Linked DNA regions of Oryza sativa: region 2 is linked to region 1. A link is a contact called in public HiCAR-type data. All regions are on one chromosome and are shown on one strand. The core of a region is the stretch at or near the end of the contact, and the rest is flanking DNA. Distances in the headings are between cores, read along the strand shown.

Region 1 (7,348 bases), core at 244-2,743:
GATCTACGGTGTGTTTGTAATGTGTAACTGTAAGTCTGTAACAATGCAGGTGGTATGTCTGCTGGCCAAAAGAAAGAAAAAGAAATGATCTGTGATGTATTTATTTCTTTTCCCTGATTAGGGAGCTCATTTGTATATGGAAACATGGTCTAGATTCTTTACATTTATTGGATCTTCACGCTACAATGCAACATCAAGGGTCCATGTATTCTGGGTTATAATACTTTAATTAGACCCTTGTCTTTTGATCTTGTTATAAGATTTATGGAGGCAAAAAAAATGTATTAAACAGCAAGATATATATATATATATATATGTATATATATATATATATATATATGTATATATGTATATATATATGTATATGTATATATATATATATATATATGTATATATATATATATATATATATATATATATATATATATATATGTATATATATATATATATATATATATGTATATATATATATATATATATATATGTATATATATATATATATATATATATATATATATATATATGATTTTGAACTCTTTAATGCCAAATTAAACTTCAGTTTTTGGTCGAGATTTTACTTTTTGAGAAGTGTTTTGTAAATATTTGCTTTCTTCTTAATGAAATGAGATGTGGTTCTCCTGTGCTTTTCAGATAAAAAAAATTTAACTTTAGAATTTTTTTTGAGCACCTACCACTGAAATCACAAAGCCGTTAAAACCTAGAAAATTTGCTCCCATAGGGAGTCAAACCCAGGACCTCAGGTGCTACTAAGGCTCTTGTAACCACTAGGCTACAGGCCCTTTCGCTGAACTTCAGATTTTAACATGGGTTGATTGATGGTTACCTGTGAGCATTTTACGAACAATTACAAACTCCGGCTACTTGAAATCTTGAGAAACCGTAGACCGGGGGAATGCAGGATTGGGAGCAATTAGATGAGGATTAGAGAGAAGATCACACAAGAGCAGGGGAATCAATCGACCGCCGAGCTCGATTTTTAATTAGAACAGTGTATATTTCAAAGGATAATTTTTAAAAAACAATTAATTTATGGTTTATCATATTAGTAGAAGAGGAAAAAGAATAAAATAAATATATGATGCTAATACAAGGCATACAAGTAACATATTTGATCTACTAATTTATTAAATAGCAACAAAAAAATTATATATTACTAGGCTTGTTAGAAGCTCGAGCTCGGCTCGACAAAGCTCGCGAGCTTTGGGACAGGCTCGGGCTCGGCTCGTTTGGAGCTTGAGCCGAGCTCGAATCGAGCCTAGAACGAGTCGAGCTTAAGCAGCTTGTGAGTCTCGAGCTTTTTTTATAGCCCTAAATGGAAGAGCGCGGAGGACGGCAAGAGGAGAAGATAGGGAAGCAGGGGTCGATTTGCAAAATTTCTTATCGCCTAGTACCAAACAGCAGCGACCCAACCAGGGCCCATTTGCTAAATTCGTGATCGCTTATTAGTGGGCCCATCATCCACTCCGGCCCACGACGACCAACACCAAACAAACCCTAGCTCACCGGCGTCGGCGGCGGCGGAAGGCGGTCGCCGGCACGCCACAGCAAAGGCAAACCCGCAGCAGCACGAACAAACAGGCGAGCGATGGGAGGAGGCGAGGCCACCAGCGGAGGAGGAGGAGGGTTCCGCGCGCGGGTGGAGCACTACCTGTACAGCGGCGAGAAGAAGCACGTCGTCGCCGGCATCGCCATCTTCGCCGCCATCTTCGGCGTCCCCTGGTACCTCATGACCCGAGGTATTCCGCATGATCGCTTTCTCTCTTCCTCCCCTCATCATGAACTGATTTGACCCCCCAAGCCGTTCAGAGAACCAGTTCATGTTGCTGATGATGAACTCAGTAGTGTGGAACTACGATGTTACTAGGTTCTAGGAGCGAAGGGATTTTTCGCACAAGAGTTTATTGTACAATACTGTGGTGATAATGGCATCTGGTATGTTTTTTGAGACCCGTGAAATGAAACGGGTTTGAAATTTGGGATTGCTTGGGGGCGTATATGAATTGCTATGAAGATTTAGGAGTTTCCCTTGCGTGCCGAATTTTGGGAAAATGCAGGCATTGTAAGCGTAATAACTTGGTAATCTCACCAAATCAGGCTGGTACTGCAACTTGTGACAGGCTATTTTGCTTCAGTACCAGCGCTACTAGACTAAGCATTTGTTATTTCGTTGTTTTGAGATCTTCCTCTCTCTTGTTGTCACAATGTTCTCAGATTGTCACCGTCAGTACGAAGAGATTCGTACTACTAGAAAATATCCCATCCAATCCTAGATTCTTATATTTTTGGGACGGAGGGAGTATTAATGATAATGATCCCTTGCACAATACCCTTGGAGCTATCCAGCTAGTTCCATGTACATTGTGCACATGACACTGTCACTGCCATCACCATTGCTTATCATCTCGCAGTTTCATGCCCTCTCTTTCTTTTACTGTTAAGTTTTGATGATCAATCAGCAATTTGAGGTGTCCGTGTTCATTTTGAAGTTTTTATAACTGATATAAGGACAGCTACTTGATCTTGCCTTTTTTTTTTGAGTGGTGTGATGGTACTAAACTCTTAGCTATTCGTAATACGCATCTCTACATTTTCAGGGTGACCAAAGTGTTTAACATAAAATTAGATATGAGTTAGATCTGTGCTTTTAGGCTGGGCAGGCATGTTTTGGTTTCTGGTTGAGAATGAATGTTGATTTTTGTTGACTGTAACCCACAAATGATGAAATTTTTAGAATACTCTTTTTGATACATGAATACCAACTGATTATGCAATTTGTTCCATCTACTGCAGGGGCAAAGCATCAGTCGCACCAAGATTACATGGAAAGAGCTAACAAGGCGAGGTCGGAGAGGCTTTCTTCTGGACAGGCATCTTCGCCAAAAGAGTGAAACAGTAATCCCCTAACTCAGATTTGCAAAACCTCAGGCCGACACAGCTATGATAATCTGAGAATTCGATCCTGTTGTGAAATAAGCAGACCATCTCGATTCTCATCTTTCAGTTGTAGGAAACATGGGTTGAATGTAATACGTCACATGAAATTTTGTCAAATGCAGCTAGCTCTCTTTACATTCCGCACTATTCTACAAGGAGATGATTGACAAAGACAAACACCTGATTTATTTGTCTCAAATGACGATTCTAGAGCCAATTACCTTGACTTGAGATATTCATGCGTCTGTTTTTGTGGATGGCTATATCTTCTGTGTGTTTGTGACATGAGATTGTTGTACTGCGGAGATGCAATTTTGTCACAAGGTGAGATGAATTTATCCGTTGCAGGGAAGGCATACAACTTCCGTTGCAGTGAGCTGGTTGATTCAAGCTCAATCTGGATGCATGGTGCTTTGTCTACAACCCAATGTAGGCCGTGTGGCATGCCTGTTTATTCAGTGTCTAAAATTGCAAAGTTTTCTTCCCGTCGCCCAAAAGATTTAATTTTTTTCTACTTGCCCCTATCTCTGAACTGTGCTGTTTATAGTTTTTGCAGATGACTGAATACTAACCATTACCAATTTAATTAGCGTTGCTATGGATAGGACAACTGCCTCCAACTCCATGGAGTTGTGTTGATATGCAATCTTCCCCATCAATTGAAATGTGGTGGATTTAAACAAAAAAGAAAGAAAGAAACAAATGCACATCCATCTGAAAAACCCAGAAGGAAAATATTGTCATCTACAGAATTGCAGTCTGAAGATTTGCTGTTCTTTCTCTGCTGGAAAAGAAGCAGTGACAACAAGAAGCTGACACAAGCGTGCCTATGGTTAGGGAGATCCAAATTAGAGAAGAATGATTCTGAACTCTTCCCATGTCGGCATTAAACTACAATTCGACGGGGTTGATTAATCATCACTACAGAATCAAGTCGTGGCTTACTGGCATATCAAGAGGGGAAAAGGTGAATGGTTTGATACTTCGATGAAAACCACGCGGATTCCCCAGAAATAGTCCTCGTTACTCGTCAGGTGCACACGCTTACAGCACCAGTACTTCTGACATTGTGATTAGTTTCCATAGTCCCATGTCCTTGTTTTGATTTCTTTTTAAGGTAATGTGTTCTTGTTTTTCTATGGCAAACATGATAGGGGCATTCAAAACACCCTATGGTTTTCGAGCTTTCGACTTTTGATGCAACATAAGTAGGGTGTAGCTAAAATTAGTAAAGACTCATCTAACTAGATATTATCCCCGTTCAAAAATAAGTTTATTTTTCACCCATTCCACACATACCAATTTAAAAAAAAGAGAGAAGAATATCTCCACTTCATCAAATCATAATGCAATTGTCCTATATTTTTTCTACTTCCAATGCACATGTCTTCTACTTTCATAAACACCAATGTAATAATTGCTAAAAGATAAATTTATTTTAGGACAAATAAGAAAGGGTAAAAATGATCTTATTTTGGAAGGGTAGGAATAGATATCAGGGGAACTGATAAACCAATTAAGATATATTAATTAGATTTCTGAAAAAAAAACAGAAATCAAGCTAAGAGCATATTAGAGTGTAGTAGCAACTCGTTGTCAACCTTTTGCATGCTTTTCTGATGATTAAATAAACTATCATCAAGTAGCATATTAGATTGGACAAGGTCGCCCAAAAGATTCGATTTCCCCCTTTGTCCATATCTCTGAACATTCCTGTTCATCGTTCCATAGCTTTGTGTTTGTGTACATCCATCTAAAGAAACCTGCGTCCTCAAACATACTCTCTCCGTCCAAAAAAAAAAGACAAACCTTAGTTTCCGTGCCCAACATTTGACCGTCCGTCTTATTTAAAAAAATTATGAAAAAAAAAGACAAGTCACGCATAAAATGTTAATCATGTTTTATTATCTAACAATAATGAAAATACGAATTATAAAAAAATTTCATATAAGATGGACAGTCAAAGTTGGACACGGAAATACAGGGTTTGACTTTTTTTTTTCGACGGAGGGAGTATATGCTTGTAAGAAAATTTTGTCATCTAGTATGGAATTGCAGCCTGAGCATTTGCCACTGCAGAATTGGATGAGATAGCATCATGTTGTAGAGGATCTTAGTATTAAACTATAATTTGACAGGATTGATTAATGACCATTGCAGAGTCAAGTCGTCGAAGTGGATGTCTTACTGGCTTATCAAGAGGGGGAGAGGGGAATGACTTGATGAAAACCACGCGGCTTCCCCAGGAATAATCGTAGTATAGTACTACTACTCTACACGCCAGTAGTGCGTGTGACAGTGTGATTAGTTTCAATGATCTTGTCTTGATGTGACAAATAATGATGGTGACAATTGTTGTGACAATTGTAGCTTGATTTGTGGTTGGTGCATGTTGCCTACTGCTATCTTCCCTGAAAATAGCAAACATTCCTACTTTCTATGACAGCATCACGGTGGTGACTTGTCAAAAGTAACCACCTATGGTTTGTATCCTTGATGCAATTTAATGCAAAATAAAAAGGTTCGATGCAGCTGAATTTCGGATATACTGTACTACCTCCATCTCAAAATATAATAACCTAATATGAAATGGGATTTATCTCGATCCTTTGTCCAAATACACAGTATAAGGATGAGTCTCATTTAATATTAGCTTGCTCCTCCCTCCATCCTATATTAAGTTAATCTGGTACAGGACTGATATAATACTACTACGAATTTAGATAGTGTTAAAAAGATTTAAAGTATTAGGATATATCATATCATATATTAGATTAACTTAATATAAGATGGAGGAAATATATTTTTAGGATATAGATAGTTACCAAATAGATTCCACGTGTAGTTATCAATGAAGCTATGCAAAACTGGCTAGCTAGACTAATCAAGAAATCAAAACCAAGACATGTTGAAATAGTGTGGACGACAGTGGCAGACTGGCGGCAACTCGTGATTAACTGTTCGCATGCATGCAGAACTGAAGATGATTACTTGATTAGTTCCTGTTGAGAAAGATAAGACTGAGTCCCTTCGTCCCAAAATATAAAAAATTAGATGTGATATTTTTTAATACTACGAATTTGAACAGACGATAAAATTTTCATTAATATACCGTATGCTCATGAGGACTTATTTTTAGTTTCAAAATAGTCCCACAAAGACTTAATTTATAGTGGTATAACCAATCAGGCTAAGGCTGTGTTCGCATGCCCCAGATGGCAACTTTTACTCTTCGCACGGAAAACGGAGTGGTCCATTAGTGCGTGATTAATTAAGAATTAGCTATTTTTTTAAAAAAATGGATTAGTATGATTTTTTTAAATTAACAACTTTCATATAGAAACTTTTTTAAAAAAACACACCGTTTAACCATTTGAGAAGCGTGCGCGCGGAAAACTAGAGAGTGGGGTTGGGAAGAAGGGGTTGCAAACACAGCCTAAGACGTGTATATAATTAGTGCCTAGGAAATATAACCAGGAGTATTAATTAATAAGATGCGTCATAGTAATTTTTCCACTACTATTTTTTTTTGTCAAAGAATTAGTAGAAATAAAGTTTTGTGGGATGGAAAGAGTAGGTGATACACATACTTTTGAATGTGAATCTAACAACAACAATCCCGTGTCACAAAAATTATATCATAACAAAGTAAGTGTTGTCAAAGTTTTTTTATCCTACTAAAACAAATACGTCTTTTTTTTGCCGAGAAAGAGTGAATAATATGCTAATACATTTGTTTTATATTACAAAATGTTTTGAGTTTTGAATATATTTATGTATGACTTCATATATGCGTTATATATATATATAGATATATATATATATATATATATATATATATATATATATATATATATATTACCAAATTCATGCATACACGAGGGATGAAGATGTCAAAACGTTTTATAATATGAGAAGTACTTGTATTTGTATTAAATTGGTCAAGGTTCATTAAATATGCCAAAGTCAAGTTGTTGATTTCAATTGTTTTAAATCCAAAAAGGAGATCTTGCATTGATTCTTGAATATACCGGAGGATCACGCGGTTTGGTCTCATCGTACTGTAGTGTAGCGTTGTGGCGGTTACACGACTGAGCTGAGTACCCGAGCTTAGCGACTAAAGTAGTACTAGTGACAAATCAGACAAATTTATGAGCAGTAGTTTACTAATAGTACTATTAATTAATGTTTAAAGTTGTCCTAAAATGTGATTTTCCACGAAGATAACGCACTCTGGTGGTGTTCTTTTAAGCAAGGTAGTACAAACGCAAAGCGTGCACGACGTGTACACTTATCCTTATGATTGTGAACACACACAAACAGCTTATCCCTATAAGCATATCTGAAATACTTAGCCGGCATACTCTCTCCGTCTCATAAAAAACAATTTTAA
Region 2 (7,145 bases), core at 3,478-5,977, 320 kb after region 1:
GAAATGCAGGAACTGTACCTTTCTGGAGATCAAGTTAAGGGCATGAGCATATCTGACATCCATGCTGTTAGTTCTTGCAGCTTCATCTCTCAGAATGGAATATATGTCAGAAATCGCGTCCAATCCAGACCGCTGGCGGTCATCTGAGTATAGGGAGTACTTTGACATCTGCATCAGCCGAAGCGCTTCATCGACATCGCTCTGAGCGACGGTTTCTGAGAATCTAAGCCTTGCCAAGGCCTGAAAGAAACAGGTACCATTGTGTTTTGTGAGAAGAGATTCATATGCTTGCAGTTAACAAAAGACAAAGTATGAAGTTTGCTTACAATAGAAATCCGGAGTATGCTCAAAAGTGTCCTGATAGTTGTGTAGGAGTGTGGTGCATTTGATTTTGCTTCCTCTTGGCGGATGCTCGAATAGGCAGTTGCAATGTATTCCTCAAGCTCTCGAGGAACAGAAGGAACAACTCTTCTCGCAGTAGATATGTATGCCCTGTGATCAGATCAAGATTGTTAACACAAACTCCTAAAATATTCTAGTTCAGCCTATTTACAAGATTGCTTTCAAGGAAAAACTTTTAGCTATTTGTAAATTGTAATGCACATTTTTTTACATAAAATCAGGACAAAGTAACAAGACCCTAGGGAAAGTGTACTTGCCTAAGAACTGGTGGTTCAAGTGGTGTGAACCCCAGAGCTGGTGATTCAAGGTTTTGATGTACATGAACAACATGTCTTGCCATTTCAAGATCGGTTTCCATGTCCGCGCGATCCAGGATCAACCAAAGGAGGTCAAAACGAGACAGAAGTGCTGGAGGTAGATTGATGTTTTCAGCTGGGGTCCTCCTCATATCATACCTTCCCCTGAATGGTTAAAAGCAATTGCAATTGTTACAACTCTGGTATCTTTCTTGTTATCCTCTAGAGTCTAGCAAGAAGAAAAATGTTGAGATCAAATCTTACCATGCTGGATTTGCAGCAGCCAAAACTGCCGTTCTTGCATTGAGGGAGGTGGTGATTCCAGCCTTCGCAATACTAACAGTCTGCTGCTCCATCACCTCATGGATTGCTGTCCTGTCTGACTCTTCCATCTTGTCAAACTCATCTATTGCACAAATACCCATATCTGCCAGTACCTGAAACCCAAGAATTCGCAATAGAGATTAACCATTGAGGATTACAGGCTGTGCCATGCTCTCAAATAAAATGCTTCAGTTCGCATGAGTGAAACAAAATATTTGCATCAGTGAAACTTAAGTATGAAAAATCTTAATTGATGTCAAAGCAACTTTCATTGACATATTCTCTTAACATCCCAAGTCAGGACTTGAACATAGTTTCATATAAACACTTGATACAACCAAACTTTTGTACAGTTAACCAGCAGCAAAAAGAAGTAAAGTGTGATCTGAATCGTACCAGTGCTCCTCCCTCAAGAACAAACTCATTTGTAACTGGATCTTTCTGGACGGCAGCAGTAAGACCAACACCACTGCTTCCACGCCCTGTGGTATACACTCCTCTTGGAGCAACATTGATGATATGCTTCAGAAGTTGACTCTTTGCAACACCAGGATCTCCCATCAGGCATATGTGCAAGTCTCCTCTTATCTGCACATTAAGAGGGTTAACATTAAGTATACAAGCAGTTGGAGATATTAAAGTTTTATTACTGAATACAAGTGATCACAAGTCCTGGCAACACAACATGCATACCTTCATGCCATCTGTAAGCTTCCGATGAGGTGCGCCAACAAGTAGCAACAGCAGTGCTTTCTTGACATCTTCATGTCCAAATATTTCAGGTGCCAAAGACCTTGCCAACTTATTGTAGATATCACCATCCTCAGCCAAACGGTCAATTTGTTCTTGTTCATCACCTTTAAGTTCATATCTGCAATGATTTTTTGCAACAAATTTGTAATGTCAAATGGCGCTGAGAGACAAGCTGAATAGACTGGATGGCTAGGCTGAGATGGTTTACTCTTCATATTTTTTCTTGAAATGGGTGATAGACATTGATTCCAAGTAGGTATCAGCAACCAATCCTGCACGCATGGCTCGGAATCCATAGTAAGGCATGGGGAGGAAAATGCCTGACATCTCAACCACATCTCCAGGTGCAACCTGGTAATAACAGCATTTAGTACTTGGAGCCATTAATGAATATTTCCTGCTTATGTGGCAGCATTAAGATAATGGATATTTAGTAAATGAAAACCAGAAATCTTATAGCAGCCTCTTCTCAAATTCAGAGGTGGATCCTATGGAAAAACATCAATTTTGTGGTCCCACTCACAAAGCAACACAGAGAACAAAAGCAAAGGGAAAGTTGCAAGTTGATGTACCTTTCTAGTCAGCTCTCCTCTAAGATGAACAGTCAGAGAACGTGGGATGTGACCCTTTGGTACATGTTCTGCTAACTCTTGGAGTTTCACCTACAAGAAAGTGTTGCAGTTCTACGATTGAGTACAATTTGGAATATGCCTAAGTAAGAATAGTTTTGCCTGTTGAAGGTAAACTTTCACAGATTGTGGAGAAGGGTTATTACCTCTTGAAATTTCAGAAATTTTGATGCTCGCAGTTGAAGGATTAGATTCCCTTTGGCTTTGTTCAGCTTGCACCTTTGAGATGGGCATTCAAAGAGAGGCATAAATACTCTAGCAGTCACTTCCTGTCAAATTCAGAACAATACAATGTTAATAGTCATTCTAGAATTTTTCTTCCAGAAGGCACATATAAATATATCTCAGCAAGTGAAAACCACTAGCTCCACAGCTCAATTAAATTTAGCACAAAGTGAAAAATAGCATCCGATGAATTAGACGTTAAACTAGTCTAGGAATATAGGCTAAAAGTTAAGGACAATATGCCTGACACATGGAGTAGAGTATCCAATGAATTATAGGCTAAAGTGGTCTAGGATTATAGGCTAAAGATTAACACATGGAGTGGAGTGGAAAATCATTAAAGCGCTAATCCTTGAGGGGGGCAAATAATCGATACAGTCAACACATAGTCATCACTTCATCAAAACTACTTATGGAAAAAGGAACCTGGAAGAGATGAATACCTGGTATATCTCAAAACCACATTCTTCACATGTATAAACAGCAACTTGCATCAAGGGCTTCACATCCGAGCAGCGAGTCACGATTCCAGATATTTTGACAAGCTGCCCGATGTTGGATGCCTTCACTTGCCTAATGGTGAGTGGAGTCACCTTTGAGAAAGCCTTGATGTACACCTCACTGCAATGTCAAAACCACTTGGTATTCAGATAAAAGCTCAACACAAAACCAACAAAATCATAGTACAAAAACAAGCAATGATTTTTTAAGGACAAAAATAATAAGCAATGCATGAGCACAGACAATTTTAGCTTTCAATATAAGATGGGCAAACGTTCCGGTGGCATTCAAGAATCTGTCACATTACATTATCACATAATCCATGGAAGCACAAATAATTGCAGAACATGCACCAACTGTTGTTAACATACCAAACTGTGCTCAATAGCATCTTTTAGGTAGTGTTCACTGTTCAGTTCCTAGGTCAAGGTGGGACATGGCAATCCTAGGACCATCTAAATTATGTAATCTCACCAACCAAGACCATCTAAAAATCTGTTTGCACAACTTCGTAACTCTCGCGACACTATTTTCCTTCTACAAGTGGGGCGGGCACAGTTTTTTTTTTTTTGCCTGCTTATCATAATTCTACTTCATTTTTTTCTTCCAAATTTTTGTGCTAGCAAGTACGAAATGAACTATTAAGCGGGTTCTTATACGGGTAGTAGGATTGCCCGCTTGCATCCCTAATCACAGCTACTACTATTCATTCTCCAAAAAGGGAAATCACATTTTCATGAGAAATTCAGAGGCAGCACACTCACAAGAACCGCCTGATCTCCGGCGGCATCCTCTGCAGGGGGTCAGTGCCGTCTGCGCCGCCATCGGCTCCCTCGTCGACGCGCTGCGTCATCAAGATGTCCCTGTCCTCGTCGACGGCGTACGCCTCGGTGGACTCCGGCATGAGCTCGTCGATGGCGTCCGCGAATATGCCGATGTAGCGCTTCGTGTTCTCCGTGACCCTCTGCAAGAACTCGTCATCCGCATCCTTGTACTACACAAACACACAAGAAAAAAAAAATTCCACGCCCCAAAAACAATATCAGACTTTTTGCATCTCAAAATAATTGTAGATCTGGAGGAGATGGAGGATTCAGAGATTCCGTACGTGGAACAGGTCGTCCAGCTCGATCTGGACCGCGCGGATCTTCCGGTTCGCGACATCTTGCTGGAGTTGGGACACAACAAAAGAACAGTAAATTCAGTAATTACAGTAACAAATCGGTGGAAAATAAAGAAATTCAGATCCTCAATCGGTAGAACGCGAGGTGGAGATCATTACGAGGATGTTGAGGTACTTGGGCTCGCCGCGCGGGCCGGCGAAGTTGGCGAGGAAGTCCTTGGCGAGCGCTGCGGAGACGAACAAATCACAACGTGAGTTGGGATTTGTTCTGGAAGGTTCCAAGAAGAGATGTTCCGGAAGGTTCTGGAGGGGAGGGGAGGGGGGCGCGTCGCGTACCTCTCTCCGCGGCGAAGTCGATGGTCTTCGTCGCGGTGGCGGCCATGGCGTAGTCGGCGGCGGCGGCGGCGGAGGCGGGAGGAGGAGGAGGGGAGGAGAGGGAAAGGGAGGGAAATTCAGAGGGGTTGGGGGAAATGGCGGGAAGAGGGGGATAAGAGGGAGCGTTTTGGCGGGAAAGGAGGGGGTGCAGTGGCGGGAAGCTTAGGTGGGCCTAGTTGGGCCTGGATTAAATGGGCTTGGATTTGGGCTACTTTGTTCTGGATGTTTGGTGAGTTAAGGCCCAATAGTGTAGTAATTTGTGTGGCTGCGTTAGGTCAATTTATTGCCTTTCTGTTACTAATTCTTTTTTTTAAAAAAAAAACTTTCACTTTTGTAAAAAATGTGGATTTGTTGTACCTAGTCTAATCTGCAAGAATCTAACCATAACAACACTGTACACTTCTGTTATGATATGCTTATGTATTTCTTAGGGATACCAATAACTAATATGCAATATTATAAATTTGATATTTTATTTAGTTTTTTATTATATTTTCACTAATACATGGAAAATTGGTGAGACCGTGAAATATATTGTAATATTTTTCACCCAAAAGATGAACAAGCATGAATTTCTCTGTATGAATATGGTAAAGACCCACAATGTTGCAGCAGCCAATCTGCCAATGGTTTGTGATTTACAGATGCATAGAATTTCCATGTAGATTTTTTTATTTATGTGTAGTGATATTTTCCACAGCCTCATCCTAGCTCATATGTCAACTTCAATCTTTGGTCTAACTCCTAATCTCCTATCCATCCAGGAATCGAATAAGATCATGGAGACAGGGTAGGTTGGTCGATTTGTCAAAACCCTAAAAGAAAAAAAAAAGAAAAAGATAAAACCTGGATGCCTAAGCATGAACAGTGCATGCACCTGAGATATCACAATCACAATCCACCCAAAACTTCCAAAACCATTGGCCCCACTTGCCATCGTTCAAGAATTTTTCTTTTCAATTACCATGACAAATTATGCTTAGTTTGTGTATTTTTATGTAGTTTTTGTGGTATTAGAAAAAAAAGGTATCATAAGGTATAACAAATTATTATGGTATCTTATAATGCAGTAACTCCTCGAAAACTCCAAAAAAAATGGTTTGCTTGGTATAGTATATTAGCATGACAGCAAAAATATCCTGTTCAAATTAGAAAACATATCAGAAAGGTATAACAAATTAATATGATATCTTGTATAGTAGTTGCTTCTAGAAAACTGAAATATAGCTTTCAGTATGTTATGTTAGCATCTAAAACAGCGACTGCTCCTGAAGTTAAACCTGACCTTAAACGTGTCTTAAAAAGAGAGAGATTGTGCAGATCAGTGCATTGCAGCAAGCCATAGTGGCCACTGGATTCAAGCACGTTTATGGTGATCTTTTCAGAGACAAGCCATGGCCCCACTTGACTTTCTCAGTTTTCTTTGCTTAGTTTCCTCTTAATTTTGCTTTCTTAGTCCTTCTCTAAGCTCTAACTAGGAGTACTTTGTCATGCAAATGTTTTTTTAATTTAAATTAATTAGTACTACTAATTCCTTGATGGTCTCTAATAATACAAGTGTGTTGATCTGGTTGTGTGATTGTGTATTCAAGTTGAGCTTCCTATTTTTGTTCATGGAGATTGTGATCACCATTATTTTGTTTCCTGTCCTCTGATCCTTTTGTTAGGTTTTTCCTCTTGTTTCTTGATCAGAAGAATGCCAGTTGGAAAGAATGCAGAAAGGTGTAGTTTTGTGGAGAAAAGAAGAAGTTAGTGTTTTAAGTGGCTGCTTAGCAAAGCTCCTTTTGCACAATCAAAAGAGAGGGGCTTTGCCTTTTACTTTTGAGTGATGGCTGTACCATAAGAAAATTAAGTCAAAAAACATGTAGTACTAATACATAGTGCTGAAAGAGGTGTCATACTCTGCTTGCTGAGAACTTTCCAATTCCACAATGCATGGGTTGCCTACCATGTCATTATTTTTGCTTAATTGATGTTGGATAAGCCTCTTGAAATCAGGTGTTATTATATTAATTATGTACCCATGTTGCATCAATGTAACAGGTGTTCTAGAAAAAGTAGAGCTAGGAAAATTAAATAAGTTCCCACTGTATTTGAGCAGCTACTGGTAGTATTTGACACACTTGACAGAGAAAATAGCAGCTGACTGTTTTAGCTCCAATAGAATTGGTGGTCAATTGGGATACTTCTTCTCATGTCTAATCTCATCCTCAATTTAGTATCTTTTTATTGTTCTAGATCTTTCTTAGTTTCTTCCTTCTTGGTCTTATCCATTTCTAACATGAAGCTGAATCGGTTTGACCAATAAGGCCGCCACTGAAAAGCATTCAAGAACTAAGTGACAGATGGTTTCAGAAATTCAGAAATAAAGATGAGGATAATTTCAGAAAGAAAGAACCATCAGGCTTACCTCTCCGGTATCCCCATGGAGTTACTTCCTAATATAATTTCATCTTCTCATGGAGGATAATTGAATAGTTATTTTCTTTCCATCTCATCTCAAAAAGAAAATGATGG

The links. HiCAR-type assays count read pairs that join an accessible place to other places.
Region 2: a HiCAR-type map of leaf shows a contact between it and region 1, with 3 times the contacts expected there. The contact joins the promoter of LOC4352514 here to the promoter of LOC4352497 in region 1. A contact is called at or near these places in 1 of 15 Hi-C or Micro-C datasets (leaf mesophyll) and 1 of 4 datasets of contacts at active chromatin or transcription factors (leaf).

The regions. Positions count from the first base shown.
Region 1 is chr12:23,327,777-23,335,124 of ASM3414082v1, forward strand. LOC4352497 reads left to right here and starts at 1,494. Exons shown (of 2, transcript XM_015763285.3): 1 at 1,494-1,757; 2 at 2,812-3,190. The coding sequence starts at 1,607. The coding sequence ends at 2,909. It overlaps LOC4352496 (calmodulin-binding protein 60 A), which reads left to right. Exons shown (of 12, transcript XM_015763398.3): 12 at 1-163.
Region 2 is chr12:23,643,600-23,650,744 of ASM3414082v1, forward strand. It overlaps LOC4352514 (DNA replication licensing factor MCM7-like), which reads right to left and starts at 4,728. Exons shown (of 15, transcript NM_001423567.1): 1 at 4,590-4,728; 2 at 4,413-4,480; 3 at 4,239-4,298; 4 at 3,895-4,124; 5 at 3,073-3,250; 6 at 2,551-2,673; 7 at 2,348-2,437; 8 at 1,984-2,126; 9 at 1,716-1,893; 10 at 1,419-1,610; 11 at 963-1,135; 12 at 660-863; 13 at 327-492; 14 at 19-240. The coding sequence starts at 4,635.